Linked DNA regions of Mus musculus: region 1 is linked to region 2. A link is a contact called in public targeted proximity ligation data. All regions are on one chromosome and are shown on one strand. The core of a region is the stretch at or near the end of the contact, and the rest is flanking DNA. Distances in the headings are between cores, read along the strand shown.

What was found.
Region 1: a contact with region 2 is called in a targeted proximity ligation map of memory CD8 T cells, with 4 times the contacts expected there. A contact is called at or near these places in 2 of 130 datasets of targeted methods (the NIH/3T3 cell line and memory CD8 T cells).

What each region holds. Positions count from the first base shown.
Region 1 is chr19:33,264,125-33,266,859 of GRCm38.p6, forward strand. It overlaps the pseudogene Rnls. Among named protein-coding and RNA genes, the nearest start is that of Mir3970, 110 kb to the left of the region's middle.
Region 2 is chr19:32,868,111-32,870,810 of GRCm38.p6, forward strand. No RefSeq gene overlaps it. Among named protein-coding and RNA genes, the nearest start is that of Gm36774, 61 kb to the right of the region's middle.

The DNA.
Region 1 (2,735 bases), core at 122-2,621, 400 kb after region 2:
TATGTGGGTGATGAGAAGTGAATTTGGTCTCCTTTGTGGTTGTAGCAAAGGGTCTTAATTGTTGAGCCATCTCTCCAGCTCCTTATTTAAATAATTTTAAATAGAAATGTGTGCTACTAATTAATGATGACCTCATAGCTTATTTATGGGTCATTTGTCAATATTCTGGAGCCTAACATCTGTTCTGTCATTCAAATACCCCCTAGGAGGATTTGTTTATTACTGATAGCAGAAGATAAATTGTGGTGAACATATAGACTCATGACATGACCGCTCCTTGGTATGGTTAGGTGGAAGGTTTTTAATGTAGATAAGGGAGAGATAACAGCTAGAGGCAGCTGGGAGAGTTCAGAGAAGAGGCAAAAAGAAGTAGACTGAGCATGGTCAGCAGACTAGACATGGCCAGGGCTGCCTGTGAGAGAGGGAAGAAGAGCAAGCTATAGAGAACAGAGAATCCATAGTGAGAAAAGCAAGAGCAGAGCATAGACAGATCATAGTGAAAATAGCAGCTTATAAGGATAAAGTGTAGCTGTGGGGAGGGAACCCGGTAAGCTGGAGGGAGGTAGAGTGGGGAGAATGTGAGTAAGCTAGGATGCTAACACAGACTTTGAAAGGTGTAATTTGTGATCCTGCTGGAGCCTGGAGGCCCACATGAGCTTTGATATGCTAATAGACACCATAGGTAGCCACACTCCCTTTTGCTAGAGGTAAGAGGTGACTCCTTTTGGTAGAGGGTGAACAACTTCAGAGGTTCCTGAGGAATGTTGGCCTTTATCTATCAGAATTCCTCCTATAGTTTTGATTGAGCTCATTTCTGGATATTTGGACTGCCTTTGGGGGCTTGGGAGATTCACGATTCCTTTGGATCTGACAGTTAAGACTGTATGTTTTGTAGCTCAGAAGTAGAAATGGACAGATCCCATCTTTGTCTCCTCCCTAGAACACTGTGGGGTTGGCAGGTAATCATAGGTCCCTCAGTTTCTACCCATTCTGAAATCCATCCTTGAGTCTCCTTTTGTGCACTCCTGGGAGCAGTGATACACATAGTCATATTCTCATAATAAATTCTTTCTTTTTTTGTAAGTTATAACAATTTTTTGTCCGATCACTGGGAGACTCTATTCTCATTAGTGAGCTAATATTGATAAAGATAGATCAATCCAACATATACTCTGTCAACACGGTAGTTTTTCTCCTTGCTGTGGTTTATTTTATTTTCACTTTCTTGCATATCAAAGCCATTTTAACATGAAAGAAACAACGCCCAACTTCAAAGTCTTTCAAACATAAAACAAATAGGTAGTTACTGTTGCCATGGTTCCTGTCAATGAATCTCACAGCCTGATTGCCTGTAGAGCCAGGAGCAAAGTGGAGCTAAAGGCTCTCTGGGTGTCACTGCTGCCACTTAACTTAAGCTCCTAGTTACTGCTGTAATTATAGGCTCCACAGTTGCAGGTGATTACCAAGCAGTACAAAGCCTATTTATGTATTTAGGTTTTTCTCAGAGCAGTTTTTGATTCTGAAACTAATAAAAAAGATTATCTGTCCTCATGATTTATAGATGGCAAAAATATTTTTGTGAGTTCAGATGGTTTCTAGACCCATTTAAACAACAAAGACTTTAAGAAAGGTGTGTGCACAGTTAGGGTCAACTTCTGGCTGAACAAAGGTTGATGGCACATGCCTTTAGTCCAGCCCTCAGTGGATCTCTGTGAGTTCCATGTCAGCCTGGCCTATCTGGTGAGCTCCATGCTAGCCAGGGCTACACAGTGAGACCTTGTCTCAAAATAAAACACTAACCAAGCAAATACAAAATAAAAATAAAAATGCAAGGAGATTTATATACATAGTACTGATATTTCTTGAAGCATGTATGAAATCAGGACATGTCAGAGTTGGAAATTCTCTTACAGTGGACTCATTCAAATTCTAAATTTACTACATGGAAAGAAAGATCTAGAGCTATATGGGAAATTATAATGGCAGAGTTGATTCAAACCTCCAGTCCTGAGCCTAATAGAGCACAATACAGTGTAGGAGAACAGTCCTCCTTCACCGTTTCTTTCATGGAAATATCTCAAATGTCTAGACTTCCTCAAATACTATTTACCTAGACAAATGTCAGTTGATGTATTTTTTTTTTTAAATCACTGTGACCAACACCTGACAAACAACAATCTAGGAACTATTTTTGGCTCATTGACTGAAAAGATACAGTCATCATGGTGGGTAAGATCTGTCAGGGGCAGCTCCATTGGGATGATAGCATGTGGAAGCTTGCTCACTTCACTGGAGCAGGAAACAGAGAGATGAACACTTACACAAGGTTTGCTTTCTCTTCTGTTTTTATTTCATTCAAGGTCCTGCCCAAATAATGGTGCTGCTCACAGTCAGGGCAGGCCTTTACTCCTCAGTTAATCATCTATGAAATGCTCTCACTGGGAGGTGTGCCTCATTATCCTGTCCTAGGTGATTCTAATCAGTCAAGCTGACAAGATAAACCATCACAGAAGAAATTTCACCAAGTGTCCAAAATCTCCAGTGCATCCTGTAGAAGTAAACTCGTCTTCCCTCAAGGCTCTCTGTCACATTATTGTTCTTGCCATTAACTATTTGTTATGTTGCTGTTTATGTGATATTCTTGCTGGCTTACAAATTTCATGAAGGTGAGGACTCTCTTCTTCATCTTTAATTTTATTCTAGCAGCATGTATGTGACAATTAAACACATGTATT
Region 2 (2,700 bases), core at 186-2,685:
GAAGGTCCGGAGTTCAAATCCCAGCAACCACATGGTGGCTCACAACCATCCTTAACGAGATCTAACTCTCTCTTCTGGAGTGTCTGAAAACAGCTACAGTGTACTTACATATAATAAATAAATTTAAAAAAAAAGAATTCTGATGGTGATGATAGGAAGTCATTCCTTTCTATCAGGGTCTGTATAACTGGTTGTGGACTTTTCTAAGTGTCAGAAAACATGATGGCTCAAACATTGCAATACAAACAGTATGAATCAGTTGGTATGTATAAAGTATCCACCCTCTAATAAATTGTTTTCAACCAGTGAGTTGCGACCCCCTTGGGGTTGAATATCAGCTATCCTGCATATCAGATATTTACATCCTGATTCATAACAGTAGCAAAAAATTACAGCTATGAAGTAGTAATGAAATAATTTTATGATTGCGGGTCACTACAACATGAGGAACTGTATTAAAGGGTCACCAGGATTAGGAAGGGTGAGAAGCATTGCTCTAATATAAGCTGTAAGAAGCTGTCTGCTTATGTCAACTGTTTCTGGGTTCTTTATCAACAATAAGAAGATAGCCACTGATTTTTTTTTTTTTTTTTTTTTTTTTTTAGTATTTTACATAGGGAACGCATCCTGGCAACTCCCTTAAGTAATCAATGAAACCTTTGCCCTATAGGAGGGAGCAAACCTCGGGACACCTGCTGTGACACTCAAGGCTTTCGTTGTTTCTAGTGGACACTGTCAAGGTTGTTTTTCAGTGTGGGGTCATTCAGAGATTCAGGCAAGGACGCATCATCGTAGTCTAGGGTCTCAGAATACTCCTGGAGGTCACCTGAATCTTGTGTCACCTGGCAAAACAAAAGAGAGAGGATATGGGGGAATCACTGAGAAGCTTAAGGTCCAAGACTCTGCCCCTCCCCCTACCGACCAGAAATCCATTTTATGGCTCCATCTAAATGCTGGAAGTCATCGACCAGAAATCAATTCCACGGTTCCACGTAAATGCTAGGAATCTAGGAAGGACTTTCTCATACAACTAGGAGAAGAAATGATTTTTACCTAGTTTCTGTCAAGCAGACATCAAGGGACTTCTCATAAAATATGCAAATGCAGATCTGGGACTCAAGCTCATATCAATTGGACTCTAAGGCTGAGCTGTTAACCTCATGTCTACACCCCCCTCCCTCAAGGTTTCCTGTCTTGTTGTTTTATCCCGTGCTTAGCTACATCCTGAAGAGGTTATGATTGCTTTTTTGTAGAAGACGGAGCGATGGCCAGTTTGAAATGTCTTCTCTGAAGGGACAGAAAAATGGACTCTGTGATACTTCCTGTGTGAAGACTATTCACGTCAACAGCTCAAAGGGCACTGTTCCTGCTTAACCAACTCCTGCAGACATGGGGAGACCACACTTGATCTTATCCTGTGGCAGACTGCTTGCGAAACTCTCAGTTGGATGCCTTTCAACAGCACAAACTGCTCCCCGTTGTGGTCTAGAGAGCCCAACCGGTGTAATAGGCAGAATTCCATTCTGTGAGCTCAGGTGTGTAGGAAAAGCAATTTTATTTTTTTTTCACTTCAAATTGCCACATTGAATTAAGTCCAATATAAGGGTCAATATCTCTGGATGCAGGCGTTTATTGAGGAAATTTTGGAGTTATTACTCATCCTACGAGCAATACTAACATATTTGGTATTGTCTATGTATGTGTAAACTTTAGTTCAAGAGGAATTGAAAGCCCTCTTTCTGGTGGCTTCAGCACCTGCCCATGTGTGAGGCACATGCATAAATAAAAATGCATTTAAAAAAAGTTTCATTAGCAACGTGCAAAAAGACCAGGAAGAGAAAGGGATATACATACAGTATTTGGAAAGCAAACATATTGTTGCGGTTGTTTCCAGGAGTAGCTTCTAAGCCATGGTCTTCATGTGAGTGTAGGAGGCTGCAGGGCCCTTGGATACTGAGGTAAACAAGAGTCCCAATCAAAACTGCACACATACTAGTCCTTTTAGGATGGATGATAACAATGTGGAAGGAAATCTGGATCCAATAATAAGGATGGGGGAGGAACATTTTATCTCCCACCTGGAGGGGGGAAGTTGGATTATTGTATAGAATTTATAATCTTGTCTCATCATAATGAGTGTGGAGGAAAGTAAATTTAGAACACAATCTGCATGAACTGATGTCATGAATTTCTCAATCAGTTTAGTTTCCCTTTTATATACGCATTTCAGGGACATGTAATAAAAATCTATGTCCCCAAAAGTCTACAGAGATTTTCAGCAAAAATAAAATAAAAATTTTAAGGGCTGAGAATGGACTCTTTCATAGATTAATTTGAGACATAACTTCTTTCTTAGTGGGACACAAATTAATGATGCATTTTATAACCAATGGTGTCTACGTATCAACAAAATAGCTGATTGAGCTCTCATTCCTTTGTGTAATGAAAATTAAATTTCAGTCAGCTCAGCAGCTCAGTTCTTCACCCCAACCCCCCCCAGCCCCCTCCAGCCCCCCCCAGCCCCCCTCCCAACCCCAAGAGCTCTCTGAGGCTGCTAAGGCTGGCAATGTTTTCTCATCTCTCACTTCCTGCTTCCAGTTTTTCCTCTCCTCAGTGACCTTGATCTTTAAAACTCAGTGGAAGAACAGACTTTCTTACTTCCTGGACATTCATAGACAAGCCCTCTATTGACTATCCCTT